Regions from separate parts of the Mus musculus genome. Here regions 1, 2 and 4 are each linked to region 3. The links are chromatin contacts, called in public HiChIP or PLAC-seq and promoter capture Hi-C maps. All regions are on one chromosome and are shown on one strand. The core of a region is the stretch at or near the end of the contact, and the rest is flanking DNA. Distances in the headings are between cores, read along the strand shown. Region 1 has its middle 37 kb from the start of Fabp5. Region 2 has its middle 39 kb from the start of 4930539M17Rik. Region 3 holds the start of Zfp704 (zinc finger protein 704). Region 4 overlaps Gm33273 (a long non-coding RNA gene).

Evidence for each region. Promoter capture Hi-C pulls out the DNA fragments that hold promoters and counts their contacts. HiChIP or PLAC-seq counts read pairs in DNA pulled down with a chosen protein or histone mark.
Region 1: an H3K4me3 HiChIP or PLAC-seq map of bone marrow-derived macrophages shows a contact between it and region 3, with 3 times the contacts expected there. The contact joins the enhancer-like site here to the promoter of Zfp704 in region 3. A contact is called at or near these places in 2 of 115 datasets of contacts at active chromatin or transcription factors (bone marrow-derived macrophages and microglia).
Region 2: a contact with region 3 is called in a promoter capture Hi-C map of embryonic stem cells, with 4 times the contacts expected there. The contact joins the enhancer-like site here to the promoter of Zfp704 in region 3. A contact is called at or near these places in 2 of 39 promoter capture datasets (both in embryonic stem cells), 6 of 115 datasets of contacts at active chromatin or transcription factors (embryonic stem cells, pancreatic cancer cells and stem cell-derived neural progenitor cells) and 1 of 9 other capture datasets (embryonic stem cells).
Region 4: a contact with region 3 is called in an H3K27ac HiChIP or PLAC-seq map of microglia, with 6 times the contacts expected there. The contact joins the enhancer-like site here to the promoter of Zfp704 in region 3. A contact is called at or near these places in 1 of 39 promoter capture datasets (hematopoietic stem and progenitor cells) and 2 of 115 datasets of contacts at active chromatin or transcription factors (bone marrow-derived macrophages and microglia).

What each region holds. Positions count from the first base shown.
Region 1 is chr3:9,973,177-9,977,004 of GRCm38.p6, forward strand. No RefSeq gene overlaps it. Among named protein-coding and RNA genes, the nearest start is that of Fabp5, 37 kb to the right of the region's middle. Within about 2 kb of position 1,630, at least 175 of the 459 cell types and tissues checked have an H3K27ac peak or open chromatin away from gene starts, as enhancers often do. A contact at or near this core is called in bone marrow-derived macrophages, where this site is marked.
Region 2 is chr3:9,099,555-9,103,355 of GRCm38.p6, forward strand. No RefSeq gene overlaps it. Among named protein-coding and RNA genes, the nearest start is that of 4930539M17Rik, 39 kb to the left of the region's middle. Within about 2 kb of position 1,822, at least 24 of the 459 cell types and tissues checked have an H3K27ac peak or open chromatin away from gene starts, as enhancers often do. A contact at or near this core is called in embryonic stem cells, where this site is marked.
Region 3 is chr3:9,607,757-9,611,708 of GRCm38.p6, forward strand. It overlaps Zfp704 (zinc finger protein 704), which reads right to left and starts at 2,329. Exons shown (of 9, transcript NM_133218.2): 1 at 1,514-2,329. The coding sequence starts at 1,963.
Region 4 is chr3:9,879,729-9,883,572 of GRCm38.p6, forward strand. Gm33273 (a long non-coding RNA gene) reads right to left here. Exons shown (of 3, transcript XR_387542.3): 3 at 900-1,678. Among named protein-coding and RNA genes, the nearest start is that of Gm33273, 3.6 kb to the right of the region's middle. Within about 2 kb of position 1,358, at least 10 of the 459 cell types and tissues checked have an H3K27ac peak or open chromatin away from gene starts, as enhancers often do. A contact at or near this core is called in microglia, where this site is marked.

The sequences.
Region 1 (3,828 bases), core at 380-2,879, 360 kb after region 3:
CTGGAGGCTGCTTCTGTGGATCTGTCCTGGGTGTATTAGACGCGTCTGTGTCTGTGACAGGAGATGGAGCATCTGGAGGCTGCCTCTGTGGAGCTGTCCTGGGTGTAGTAAGCGCCTGGACTTGACAGGGTGTTGAAACACATTATTATAGGTAGAGAATAAGATTAAGTGTGCTTGGGAGAAAGTAAAATTTTTTTTTCTTAGATGTACAGTTGAATCCCAGAGGAATCCCACCCTCTGGAATAATAAGTAGTAAGAGGGAACTTTGGGCAGATGGACTTATCTGAGTGGAGTCTATCTGGTCCATGAGAGGTAGATCTGAGTGGGTTTCCTCCAGCTTATAAATTTACAAAAGAGATAACAACAAGAGTTAACACCATGAATAGTCTTTAAGATGAGCCTTTTGTGAGTCAGAAGGAACAAGAATCTGTGATTAAAAAGTTGGATAGTATAGTGGAATGTTGTGTTAGAATTAGGCAAGTTTATAAGAACTTGAATAATATTAGGGCAGTGGCATAGCAAGAAGAGGAAACATGAAGCATTTAATGAATGGAAACAGAGTTTAGGTAAGGAGATAACAGATGACATCTGGGGAAGCTTTTTCTAGCTGTCAAGCTACAGTTAGCTTAGCTGTCAGTGTAGTCGGAAGTGTGAGAAAGAATAATCTACCAGTCATATTATTTAAAAAATGACAGAGTCCACTAGCTAAGAGTCCCCGTGCTCTCCACGGTCTCCATGGCAACATGGGCAGTCAGTCTGGCTTTCAAGAGCAGAAGACACAGGGCCTTTTCTCTGTGGAATGGATAAGTGTGATATGAGAAATGGTTTACCTTGATTTAGCTAAGTCATTTGACTCAGAGCATCCACTTTTGTCCACTGCATTTTTCAGTTATTATCATATCACAATCTCAGCAGTATCTTGTAGTTGTGTCCTCATCTTCTGAGACCTGGTGGGGTTAACTGTTAGAGGCGTCGGGAATTCTGTCTGTAATAATCTTAATAATTAGCAGACTTCTGATAAGATGGAGGGCTATATCGATTGGTTATATCTGAATAGAGCACACTATCATTCAATGGCAGTAGTAAAAGACACCATCGATCAAGACAGGACAGGAATGAAAGTTTAAAGCTGGCAGGCAAGCCGTGGGAATGGTTAGTCTGCGGAGCGAGGGAGTGGCTGGTGCATGCATGTACGTGTGCAGTTGAGGTACCAGGCGTGCACTCAGGTGGAGTGGAACGGGTACATAGCCTGTAGCCCTGAGTACAGATTGCTAGGAGCCACGATAATGGCGTGTGCGCTCCTGCTGCTGAACGGGCGGGGTGGTGGTTGCAAGCTGCTGCAGCAGTGGGAACAGTGTGTCAGGCAGCAGTGGCTCTAGGCAGAGGCAGCAGGAAGTCTGTTTACTTTGACCGGGTATGGGGTGGGACTTCCTACTAGCAGCCAGAAGTTGTGGCCCAGTGCTTCGGCAGAAGGAGTCCGTGGTGGGTGGGGGACGAGAAGCCCCCAAAGTAGTCTGTTCTGTATTCCAGCGACCTGCACGTTATTCTTGTGGCGCAGCTAGACATCATTTTATAAGTCCCCGGCAGGAAGGGAGAGAGAGAAAGAGAAAGAGGGAGGGAGGGAGGGGCTCCCTAGTGTGCTCTCGCAAGTGGGAAAGCAAGTCTCACAGATGGGGGCCCTGGCAGGACGCAAGGGGTGGGGCCAGACCCATTTTTTTAGGTGAACTGGCTGAACTAGTGGCTGCAGCAGACTGCAAATGAGGGAGGGGTAGGGGAAAGAGACTATGGGTCCCTAGAGAGAAAGTGTCAGTCTAGTTGCCATGCAGATATTGCTTTAGACCAAGACATCCCACTAAGACTGACCCCAAGTGAGAGAAAAGGGTTATTAACTGCCCCTACCAGTGTCCTGAGGGCATTAACAACCCAAGAGAGATTCCAGCCTAGGCCAGACGGCCAGGTCATCACGTGGGGGCCTGAGGGCTAATGCTTGGCGCCCGTGCTCCTGAGCCAGAGAGAGCAGTTTACCCAAGCCTGGAAATTTCTCAGCAGAGAGAAAGAAACTGTCTCAAAAGGAGAGGGAATCTCACCCAAGGGAAGAAGTCCTAGAATGAGGGCCAGTGAAAGACTGACTGTCTCCCATTCTCAAAGACAACAGAGGGGTAGCTCCGAGCTCAAGAACTCTTCCCTGGGATCATGCTGACAGTAACTCTGACCTGTTCTGAGCTAGCCAGCATGAATCTCCATGTAGTAGCTGGGGTGGCATGCAAATCTGCAGAGTTCCTAAATCTGAGTCATGGCACCATATGGCCTGTTTGTAAAAAGCTGAAGAGACCTTGGGTGCCAACTGGACGGATGGTCCGGAGCTCCCCAGAGGACTCTCCACGCCGAAGGCGCTCTAGCACATCCAGGATCTTAGAATCACTGACCGTGACGGGCCTGTGATAGCAGGAGCAAGGACACAGGAGCCCTGCCTGACCAGCAGTTCAGGTTCCTTCTGCTTAGTGCTGGTACACCTTGGTTTCAAACACACAAGACAGCCCCACAGTCTCCAGAAGAGACTCCACTTCCAAGTACTGTAACAGGCCAAGGATCTTAGGATTCCAGGATCACAGCATCCCAGGAGCTTGGTCACACCAGGATCTGAGGGTCTCAGAGGAAGCTTGACTGCCAAGAACTCTGACACACCCAGAATCTCAGGTTTACAAGCTCTGGAATCACAGGATCACAGAGAAAGCTGGACTCTGAGGAGTCCTGAATCAACTGGAATTACAGGAAGGACAGGCTCCAATCAGATATATTGAGGGCAGCAGCACTTGAGATAATCAGATGGCAGGAGGCAAACACAAGAACAGAAGCAACAGAAAGCAAGGTTACTTGGTGTCTTAGTCAGGGTTTCTATTCCTGAACAAACATCATGACTAAGAAACACGTTGGGTAGGAAAGGATTTATTTGGCTTACACTTCCATACTGCTGTTCATCACCAAGGAAGTCAGGACTGGAACCCAAGCAGGTCAGGAAGCAGGAGCTGATGCAGAGGCCATGGAGGGATGTTACTTACTGGTTTGCTTCCCCTGGCTTGATCAGCCTGCTCTCTTATAAAACCAAGACTACCAGCCCAGAGATGGTCCCACCCACAAGGGGCCTTTCCCCCTTGATCACTAATTGAGAAAATGCCTTACAGTTGGATCTCATGGAGGCATTTCCTCAACTGAAGCTCCTTTCTCTGTGATAACTCCAGCTGTGTCAAGTTGACATAAAACTAGGCAGTACAATTGACCCCTTGTCAACTTGACACACAAACACATCACTAGTAAGCCTAAACCCTTACATTCTTATTCATCCCCAAGATCTAATAACTTTAAAAGTCCCACAGTCTTTACATATTCTTAAATTTTCAATCTCTTTAAAATATCCATCTCTTTTAAAACCCAAAGTCTTTTTACAATTAAAAGTCTCTTAACTGTGGGCTCCACTAAAATAGTTTCTTCCTTCAAGAGGGAAAATATCAGGGCACAGTCACAATCAAAAGCAAAAATCAATCTCCAACCATCCAGTGTCTGGGATCCAACTCACGATCTTCTGGGCTTCTCCAAGGGCTAGGGGTCACTTCTCCAGCCATGCCCTTTGTAGCACACACATGTCCTCTAGGCTCCAGATGCCTGTACTCCACTGCTGCTGCTCTTGGTGGTCATCTCATGGTACTGGCATCTCCAAAACACTGCATGACCCCTTCAGTCCTGGGGTGTCAATTGCAACTGAGGCTGCATCTTCACCAACGGCCTTCCATGGCACTGAGGCAGTGCTGAGCCTCAGCTGCTCTGTGTGAT
Region 2 (3,801 bases), core at 572-3,071, 510 kb before region 3:
TCGCTCATTTTCTCCAGTGCCATCCGGAGCAGCTCATCTGTCCACAGTGTTTCTCAGGGTGTAACACTCTGGTCTCTGGCCTGAGTACGCCCCCCAAGCATCCTCAGTCTTTCCATCGTGACATCCTCTTCCTAGGCCTCTGTAAGGGACACTGTGTGTCATGTAAGCTCTGTCCCATGCCCCCTCCTTTAAAAAGCCCTTTTTAGCTGGGCATAGTCCACACAACTTCAATCTTAGCACTGTGGTGGAGTGAGGCGGAGGGATAGAAGGGGGTGGGAAAGGCAAGTGGCTCTCTGTGAGTTTGAGGCCAGCCTGGTCTACATGGTGAGTTCCAGGCCAGCCAGGGCTACACAAGTGAGACTGTTTCAAAGAGAAAGGTCTTCCTTTGCTGGGGAAGTCCTCAGTCCTGAACTTCTGATTTCCAAACACCCTGGCTAATGCCGCTGCCCATGGTCTTCCCAGCAGTTATCACCCGAAATTATTTTTCACTCTTTTATTTGTGTGTGTGTGTGCGCATGTGCGTGCATGTGCTCGTGCCCACCCATGCTATCCTGTGCGTGTGTGGGGTCCTGTGTGTGTGCACTCACACTACTGCCTGTGTATAGAGGTCAGAAAATTACTTTCAGGGGTCAGTTCTTGCCCTGTTTCAAGGCAGTCTCTCTTGCTGTACTATGTTTTTTAGGCATTCCAGACGATTCTCCTGTCTTGAGTCCCATCTTGCCCATAGGAGTCCTGGAATTAGAGGTGCAGGCTACTGCACCCAGCTTTTATATGGGTTCTAGAGATCAAAATCACGGTGTCAGCTGGTGAGGCCATCTCTAGCCTTCACGTGAAGTTATTTTAGTAACATGGTTATAAGGCTTTTTTTTTCCTGACTTGCCTCCCCTGATCAGGGACAAACCTCAAGAGGTTGAGACTTTGCCATTTCCCAAGGCCTATGCCATGGCCAAGGTCAAACAAGAACATTTTTGTTTGTTCGTCTTTTGAGATAAGATCTTGTGATGGAGCCTATGCTGGTCTTGAACCCTAGATAATTTGAGTTCCTCTGCCTCCCAAATGCTGGGATTACAGGTGTATACCACCATACCTGGAAAAGAACACTGCTTAATGAACCAGTGAGTGAATAAATGCAGGAAAGAAGAAAGGTCTCAAGAGACGGCTTTGTCTTGAGCCATGGAGCAAAGAAAGAGAACCAGGCCCTCATGGTTGGGGGCATTAGAAGCCCCTCAGACACAGCTCTCCTCGCTCTCCCCTGCAACTGTTGCGTGTTGAACTCTCTGTGAAGATGAAGAAGAGGAGGAGGATAATGGCGGTTTGTCTTGCTGGTGGAGCTGGACCTAGGGTTTTACTGTGTTGGGCAAGCATTCCACACTGAATTACTTTACTGCTCCAGCTCGTTCCCCAAGACTCTTATATTTGCACGTGGCTCTCTTTCTGAAGGGCTTCCTGCTCTTTGAGAACAAAGCCTGGTCTGATTTGACTAAAAGTGTACCGCGCAAGCATGTCATAGGTCGTAGATGCTAGGCAATCAATAAAAATGTTCATCAGGCCCAAATATAACCAAGCAATTAATGTTATATATAATGAATCACTGATCAGACATAACGTGTTACACTTTTTTAGTTAATACTAATACAGTCATTCTTTAATGCTTCTCTTTAGAAAACACTGGACTTTTTGATCATGGATGTTAGCGTCAGTTTTATTTGGGGTGTCTTTAAAGTCAGATGTGAAAATATGCAGGGTGTACCTTGGTGCCTGTGGGACAGAGTGGAGCTCTGTCAGGGTAGGGTGCAAAGTCAGAATTGTTTAAACTTCCTTATTGCAAGGGAATGGGGCTGAGCAGAAGCCCAGGGGAGGGCCTGCTGGAATTCCCTGCAGGGAGGGAAGTCACCCCACCCTGCTCTTGCCTTTGAGCTCAGAGGTTCTGGGAACCAGCCCAGCGGGGACTCGCCAGGGTGCAATGGGTGGGGGTGGGAGGGGTGGGGACTGGGTGGAGGGGGGAGTGTTGGGGAATCTGCAAACAGGCTCTAAGGAACCTTTCCATAGATAATGCAGGTGGGGAGAGGGAGAGACCTGTCCCCAGGGAGAACAGAGGGAGGCTATGTAAAATCCACACTCAGGTGACCCCTGAGAATTCCAGGCTTTTCCTAGCCACACCTGTAGGCCAATTGTTCTGCAATCTTCAGGGTGGTTTAGCTGGTAAATTTATCTAAATCCAATCTTGGGGGAATGAGGTGTGGAGAAGGGGTTTCTTCCTGGGGGTAGGGGTGGGGTGGGAGGCAACTGACATAGCTCATGTGACTTGCTCTATTGCCAACATTCAAAATTCTTCAGAAACAGACTACTTTAAAAAAAAATAAGTGTGACCTTCCTTTTTAAAAGTCCTCTTCCCTATGTCTGTCTCTTTTAAATCCTGCATATGGAGGTGGGGAAAAACTCTTGCCTAGCACGAGAAGCCAGAGGTTCCATCCCCTGCACCGTAAATAATATATAAAAGAACACCTTGTATGTGGGGCTCAAACTGGCTTCCACTGGAACATCTCTCCACTATTTTAGTGGCACAGGACAAGAAGCCACAACTTGCTAAACCCCAGTGTGGAAAATGGCGGGAGGCAGAGCTCGTAATTTACACACTTGTGGGTGTGAGCTCAGGTGATCGATACAAGGAGGCTCTAGAACTCGTGCCTTATTCCTAGTGTGCATTAGATCGGCAGCACAGATGTCACAAGCTTTGGCTTTGATCCTTCTCTTACTGCAGACTGGACCCTGAGCTTGCATATGTTAGACAAGCCCTCCATCACTGACCTAGAGCCTTAACCATTCTATTCCGATCTGCTCAATTGTCCACACAGGCGTCTGTCAGCCTCAGGACAGCTGGGGTTACAGGTCTGCACCATCAGGCCCTTTCCTCTGTGTGCCTGGGATAGGTCCTAGAGTCTCAGGCCTGCTAAGTAATCTGTCTTCTACTCAGCTACAGCCCTCCCGGTATTGGTAAGTAGGAGTCACTTGTATTCCCTTCCATCCCACTGACACTCATGGGCTGGGATATAAAGCTCTGCCTACAGACCAAGTAGAGGTGGGTATGGTCAGGTCCACTGCAAGGAATGAACAAGGTATGTCCTGGGGCGAAGGCAAGGGGCTGAGAACATCTGCCTATTTTTATCTCTCTGAGGTTTGTTCTCCGTGTGCCAAATAAAAGGCCACCTTTTAATGTAGTCTATATTACATATTTGTCCCTGAACTCAGCATAGGCCTGCCATAGAGAAAGCTGAATACAAGCCTAGTAAGTACATAGATCCAACTCACGTTTCTTCCCTTTTGGTTTTAACTAAAATGAGTAAGTAAATAAATAGATAATTAGGTAAATAAAACAAAGGAGATCACAGATAGAAGGGCTTGTCCAGCAGTCTCCTCTGGTGACCATGAACCCTTCCATGTCTGTTAAGAACACATACAAATGTTTGGTATTTGCCGCATACAAGTGTTAACAGGCAAGTTGCTCCTAAGCAGACTAAAGGCTTCCTCGTGTTTGTGACGGCTGTGGAAAGAAGGGGATTTTCAAGTGTTTTAGAATCTCGCAAGCGTTGTATCTCACGGGGCTTACACATGCTTCATGCTGAGATTGTAAACATTCAACAGGAGAAACTAAAGAGCTTAAGATTCATCACTGCCTCATAACTGTGGCACTTCTGGGTGAATGAAAAGGAAACCGTCACCTTGAGCCCAGGAGAAGACTTGGCCCTGCGGGGCTTACAAAGCTCTTGATTGTTGAGCCATCTCTCCACCCCCAAACCTGGG
Region 3 (3,952 bases), core at 1,079-3,578:
ACCCCAGACACATTTTGAGTGTGTATGAACAACACTGCTCAGGGGGCACTCTGTCTTATTCAGTGTCACTGATGCTATGGAACTTAATTCAAATCCCGCTATATCCTGTTGCCACACAAAGCGGGCTTTTCAGCAGGCAGCAGTAATGAGTGTGGGCACAGTCCAGATTCCAACAAGCAGCTGTCAAAAACAATCACCTAAATGACCATTTGCTCAAGTCTCACACCGAGAGAGAGCCAGTCATACTTCAGGGTGGTCTAGGAAAGAAACATTCCCACATCTACTGCGGGGCAACGCTAACTGCTGTTTAACTTTTCTTGGTAAATATAATTACAAGCTTCCAGACACTTGAGAGCGGGCACGGAGATATTAAACAAAAACAACAACATCAACCACCTCTATCAAGTTCACTTGTTTACATATATTTTCTTCTGAACACTCCAAGAATTTCTGGTTATCCTGCTATCTTAAGAAACACTGCGCCTTTAATCCCAGCACTCAGGAGGCAGAGGCAGGCGGATTGCTGAGTTCGAGGCCAGCCTGGGCTACAAAGTGAGTTCCAGGACAGCCAGGGCTACACAGAGAAACCCTGTCTCGAAAAAACAGAAAACAGAAAAAAAAAAAAAAAAAAAAAACACTGGCGAAAAAGCAAACACTCTCCATTGCTTGCCACTCGCTGCCCTCAAAACTTCTTAGCAACATACACGGTGCATGAACCTCAACGCAGTTTGTTTTGTCCAATAGCGTGCTTAGAAGCTCAGCCAGACAGTTGTGTAATAATAAACCCTTTATCTTCTGAAGATACAAAAAAACGGAAAGATCGCTCGTTGCGGTAGCGCGGATGAGGACCTGGTGAAATTTTTCAGCTGAAAGTCACATTCATTTTAAATGCTACCCCTCTCTCTCCCCACAACACAAACACCTTCCCCGCCTTCCTCTTTTGTAATCTTAAGGGGGCGGAGGGTAAGTGCTTAGGATGTCCAGTTTAAGGAGGGCGAGGAGAAACACGGGGATGGGGGAGGGGCAAAAAGCTCGCGGAAACCAAGGTCTAGGTTGTTGCTGCACAGGCTCCCAACTCCTTCACAAGTGCCTGTGATGGAACCGACCAACAACTGTTCTCAGGTGAAAGGAGGTGTTGCAGGTTGCTGGCTAGTTTCCAGAAGCTTGAACAAGAGAAGGAAGACTCCTGCCTCCCCAGAGCAGAATAAAATATCAATGCCAGGCCGATCGGGGCTCCGACCTCGTCCAGCTCCCAAGTTCCCCACCCTGCCCAGAGAAGCGCTCCTTCCTTGCCTACCGGCACGCGGGACCACGCATCCGCCCGGCCTCTGAGCACCGACAGGCCGCCGGGCGCCGCTGAGCCGCTGAGCCGCTGAGCCGCAGTTCCGCGCGCTGCCCACCGCCGCCTGACACACCCCTCCCGGCCCGCGCCGCTGCGCTCGGCCTCCCCGGCGCCCCGGCGCCCCGCCGAGCCCGCTGCGCCCCCCACCGATCCCCGGCACCTCGCACGCACCTTCACCGCGCCTCGGGCGGGGCCCTTGGGAAGCGCACGGCCGGGTCCGAGGGGCACGAAGCGCTCCTCAGCGTCCTCGTCGTCCTCGTCGCCGTCCACCACCTCGACAACCACCTCTTCGTCCTCTTCCTCGTCGTCGTCCTCCTCCTCCGCGACCCCTCGGGGCTTCTCCGTTACCCGCCCGCGCGTCCTGCGCCTTCGGCCCGCGCCCTCCTCGTCCTCGTCCTCCTCGCCCAGCAGCAGCAGGACCGGCGACGAGGCGGCGGCAGCGCGCGAGGGGCCGGTCCCGCGCGGCGGCGGCAGCGGCGGCCTCCAGCTTCCCGGTGCGGCGGCCGGGCTGGGGCCGGGGGGCGGGAGCCCCAGAGCGGCGGCCTCGGGGGCGGGAGCGGGCGCAGCGCCCCCGCGGCGGCTGCCCAGGCTGGGGCGCTTGGCCAGGCGCCTGGCCTGCATGCCTGCGCCGGGCTTGCGGGCCGGAGCGCCGGGCTCCTCGCGGGCTGCGGCTGGGCCCGGAGACGCGCGGCTGCGGGGCTTGCGGGGCCGCCTCCCGGGCTGGCCGCCGCTGCTGGCTGGCAGACGCGCGGACGCCGCCTTCGCTGGCCGGGCCCGCGGGGACGCCGGCGGCTACGGCGGGGCGGCGCGCCGGCCGCGGGCGGGGGTGGGTGTGAGCGAGCGCGCTGCTCCCGCTGCCGCTACCTCCGCCTGCGCCTCCCGGGAGCCGCGGGCTGCGCTGCGCTCCATGCGGCCGGCGGCCGGGCCGGCGCGCGCCTCTCCGGGCCCTGCGCCCGCGCGCTCAGGGCCTACCGCGGTGTCCTGGGCGCGAGCTGTTTGTGTCGTGTCTTCACCGCCTCCCCCTCTTCCCCAGTCCTCGCTGCCTTCCTGGTCTCCGTTCAGACAAAACCCGGACTGGATTTTTTTCCCCAGACCCGCGCTCTCTGAAAATCTGCCGGCTTCCCAGCAGTTGGCTGGGACACTGAGGCCACCCTTGCCCCTGGGCCCATGTCTCCCTCTGGTGGGAAAAGCGTAGGTTTAGACGGCAGGAAGGTGTTTGCTTAAGAGATTTGCTCAAGAGTGGTTCTCAGATGGCGACCACTGGTGCTCAAGTGGAGTTCGACCAGGTGTGCCAACCCCAGGTTTGGGGTCAGTTCCCAGCCTGAGTCCTCAGTCATGGAGATTCCTGCAACATTTCCCTGGCCCTCTCTACCAGGTTCCTTTGAGCACCAGGTTGTAGGCCTTGCCTCATGTTCTCAGCTCTGTGCAGGTTTGGCCCTCCTATGTGTTTCTTCCAGTTTCCACCTGAGGTCCTTACCTGGTGATATGATATGGGCCGAATTCCAAAAGTGTTCTTTCTGCTCTTGGTTTGGTCTACTGGCACTGTCCCAGTCTAGAGAAAGCAACACACCAAGTGGTCAAGATTGTTATTTCAGCTTTTTATATATGTAAGCTAGCAGAAGGCCAGTTTGCCATGTTATGAATGACTGCTGCTTTCGGAGGGAGTAAACCAGACATTCTGCATCCAGATCATGCCCCTAAATTCTATAGGTTTTGGCTAGGGCTAGGAGGGCCTTATTCATCAACAATTGAGTAAAAGGGTGTCCACATGGCCCATTGTTCTTGGAGATTGAACATCACGTGGCTTGCTAGACATGTGATGGGGCTCATTAAATGTTTATTTGGGGTACCTTCCAACCGCTAAAGAGGGATGAGGACAAGGATTCTAAAATGAACTTTGTCCTCCCAGAAACTGATCACCCGTCCAGAAAATGCCTGTTTTAAGTAATCACATCCAAAAATAGTGGTGTGTTTTAAAGCCACCTTGTTCTCACTTCCTGTGAGGCACTGGCCCACAGGTCCTGTCCGTCCTTTCTGAAATGCCTTTCCGTCAGCCCTTCCTTTCGAGTCCCAAAGCTCTGCTAACACCTCCCCACAGTGAAATTGGAAGTGCGTACAGTCTGAAGAGGAGGTGTGCACACATGCAGGTGTGCACACATGCACTCCCTGCCCCACTTCAGATACCACCCCAGAATTTATCTCCCTCAAAGTGCATTCAAAACACACCGTTTCTAGTGAACTTTTCATCTGTAAATATCCTGTTCAGGAAATTAGAATGAGCAAACCTTGTTAACTGGAGCATTGTAATTTATGGGTGTGTCTTGGATGTAGCTAGACCCTCCCAGAAGCAAGTGAATTGTTTCCGTGAGCCTAGAAAGAGTAGCCCCAGGCAAGGAGCGAAGCTGCTCTCCTCCAGATTGAAGATAGTGGCTTGGTTGATCTCATGAGATGATTTGGAGAGAGGCAGCTAAGTATATGGGTCTCTGGCAGAGGTGGGCAGGTGGCTCAAGGACCTGTACGAGGGGTGCAGAAGAGATCTTATCGACTGTTTCAACTAACAGCACAGCTGTCATGGTCATCAGAACAGCTGTGATCCTTGCATGCCATCGG
Region 4 (3,844 bases), core at 108-2,607, 270 kb after region 3:
GCCCTACCAGATTGCTTGTGATAGAGAAGTTGAGTAAGAATCTTGTTTTACAGTAACCTGTTGCGGTAAATCTCCTCCCAAATACACCCCGGCAAGGAAAACACAACACAATTAGTATGAATACATGCTGTGAGCCTAGATTGGGCAGATCTACCGTTACACTACCATCTTCTACAGCTTATGAGACCCCTTAGAACTTGCGGTTTCTCCAGGCCATGTGCTTCTGCTCTGCTTTTCTTCTTCCTCCTCCTCTGCGTCCTCTCCCTCTTCCATTTTCTCCACCACCACCTTCCCTTTTATCTGCCCAATCATCAGCTCTCCTTTATTTTACAAATTAAGGTGGGAAGCAGGTTTACTGGAAATCACCTGAGTGTTGACTCTTTGCTTGTTAGAGGCTACTCACTGGAGAACAGAATTAACATCAAATATAATTAGCCCCAGGGCCATCCACAACAGTAACTGGTCTCAAATCCCCCATCACTGTCTCCTGGACCAAACCCTGTCCTCACTAATCCCCAGTCTTAGTGGCGGCATCAGTTGTATGTTGTTAAATACACAGTCAAATCTTTTCTCTAATCATTTGTCTCAAATTTTCATGTTTTTAAAGGTTGGAGATGATGAACTTTTGGTGTTGTTAAATTAGAAATAAAACCCAAGAAGGGGGACATTTGAATATTTGAAATAATGTATTTTATTTCTGCCATTACCAGAGTAGCATCTAAACCTTGTCAATCAGCTATTACTAAACCTTAATGTAAATGAAATAAAATTCAAAAGAATATAACTCATAAAAGAGTAAGACATTTCAAAGAGTTAATTAAATTATCCTTTAATATAAACAACTAAATTAAATAAGAAATATGGTTAAAAAATTATCAATACTCATCCAACCATTGGTTATACACAGAAAGGAAAGAGAAAGGTGACCAAGAAGACACGTAGCATGTGCCTAACTCTAAAAGTCATTTTAATTTAAGCATCACTATGTACATTTTTGCAGCAGGAATTTAAAGATATATTTTTGGAACACTTAACTATCAAGTTAAATTAGACACAACTGGAGAATCTCTTTCTAAATTTGTAACTCATTAAGATAATTTTTCATTTTAGGATCGCCAATCTAGCTCTTTTCAAGGCATTGGAAAGTTTGAAAGTGTGTTTAGATTTAGAAGTGCAACTTTCCATACTCATAGTTGTTTTCCAATCAATATTTTAAACAGCTCTCTTGTCTTCCTCAATGACCTTTCTGAAAAGCATAAAGTGTCCTAAAGTGAGTTTGAATCGAATCTACCCTGAGTTCCTTCTGCTCTACTTCCTCTCCGCCCGACTCCCAAGGCACCACTTTCCCCTCTCCGCCCCACGCGCTTTTCTTTTTATACTCACTGAGTCAACTTAGTGCTGCGAATACGTGCACAGGGTGATTCCTCCACAAATGGCTCAGGTAGCTTCCCAGGGTCTGCCTCCCTAAAGAAAATCAGTTCTCCTTCTTCCAACAATCACCAGTTGGCAATGGCTTCCCTTTACGCACTGGGGTTTGGCTTGGCTTCATCTTGTGCAGGTCAGCACGGTGGTTGAGAGTTCATCAATAGACAGTGTTTCTCAGCGTTCCTCCGCATTCTCCAGCCCTTACATTCTTTGAAGCCCATTTAAAAATTTTTTTTCCTTCAACGGTTGCTGCCTTGAGAAAAGTAAAGATACACATTTAGATGTTTCATGAGACTAAAGAACTTTAATTCTTTTTACATGGTCTCAAAATTTAATTGGCTTCTATCAGCCAATGGGTTTGCTTATTCGCTGGTCTATTTTGAGGAAGGATGTCCCAGTATTGCCTACAGTCTTGGCTGGTTTCGAACATATGATTCTACTGCTTCAGCCTCCCCAGTAGTTAGGATTACAGATACATACCACCATGCCCAGCCTTTCACATAAGTTAAGAAAATATAATAATCATGTCGCAATCAGTTCAGCCCTTAACATTATAACAAATACATTTAGAAAAGGTGCTGTAATAAACTCATCTCACTAAGAAGGGTTAATAAGCCCTGGGATTACTTTCGATGGCCTAACTACAGTGAGCTTTCTGCAGCCATGGCTTCGCTGTTTGTGTTATTCTTCCTTCATCATGCCCCTGGGCTCTTATTATTCCTTAAATGGTGTCTAGATGCCCATGTGGCCACTTCCAGTCCCATCTGGGACATTCTCATGCCTTGAGCACATTACAATGCACTTTGCGTCATTTTGACACAGTAGACACCAGGGTTTCCTAAGAAGAGTTGGGAAAGTTCAAATGAAATTTAATAGAACAATCAAAGTCCCTGCCTAGCGTTTGGTAGGAATAGTTTAAGAAATACGTGTTGTGGATGGGCCTGGTGCTGTTTGTACTTGTACTTTGGTGCTAATTCCGCTTTACTGGAAGGGGTTGCGGACGAGGAGTAAGTCACATACTCGGGTGAGTTCTTGTGAACCAATCCCCTAATGAATAAAGGAGCCAATCACTGGGCGAGTAGGAGGGAATTCCCGGTTGAACAGAGGAAGAGAGGAAGCAGGAGAGAGGCCCATTTTGGACAGGGACAGTGTAGGACAAGTTGTAATTACTAGTGTCTTCTGGTTTCAATGGCGGGTTCACCACAAGAGGAATCAGATTTAATAAGGTTTACAAGATTAGGATTTTAGTTGCTATGCCCAGCAATTGAGTTACCATCATTTCTGGGGGTGGGGGGTGGGGGATTGAGTTACCATCATTTCGGGGGCGGGGGGGGGGGGGCGGGCGATTGAGTTACCATCATTTCTGTGGTGGGGGGGCAATTGAGTTACCATCATTTCTGTAGGGGGGCAATTGAGTTACCATCATTTCGGGGGGGGGGGAGGCGATTGAGTTACCATCATTTCTGTGGGGGTGGCAATTGAGTTACCATCATTTCTGGGGTGGGGGTGGGGCAATTGAGTTACCATCATTTCGGGGGGCTGGGGAGCGATTGAGTTACCATCATTTCGGGGGGGCTGGGGAGTGATACCATCATATCTGAACTAAGTTTGTGTTGCATTTTCCTTCATGCAGTGGCTCGTCTGGATTCAAGAGAGAAAGGTATGGTGGCAAAGCCTGGGTTTGCCTGATGTACACCATGAAGGCCACAGAGGATGTGAAGCCCAGGGTTGGCATGGTAACGACCCACCAGTGGGAACTTAGTGAGCTGGGTGGAGAGATTGCGGAGCTCTGAGCCAGAGTCTGCACAAGATAATAACAGGTCGGCCATTGCCCGCCAGTGCATGGCCAGCCAGGCTGCCATGCCAGAGAGTTGCCAGCACAAGTGTGGGGACATGCTGGTTCATTTTCAATATCTCCTACAACAATAAGTGTTATATTATTATGCACACTTTAATTATAAAATTGAGTCTTAGTAGAACTCTAATGATGTGATCTTGGTAACATCTATTTTCATTCTTACCAGTTTTTCTGTATTGGAGAGGACTCACACCCAAGCTTACATGGGCTGCACAAATGGACTTACTGAGTTATGACAGAGAGAGAGAGAGAGAGAGAGAGAGAGAGAGAGAGAGAGAGAGAGAGATATGCTGGTGAGGTATGAGGGGGTTGGAATTGGAAAGGAAAACTGGGGGTAGATGTGATCATATTTCAATGTAGATGAGTATGAATGTCTCAAAGGTAAAGAAAGAGGAAGGAGGAGTGTGGCTGGGAGATAGCTTAGCATGTCCTAGGACCTGTTTGAGCTTCTGGACTCACGTAGTGGAAGGAGAGAAACCACTGAGTCCCATCCGACATCCATATTCATGTGTATCCCATACCACACAAAATAAATGAATAAGATGTAACTTTGAAATATTA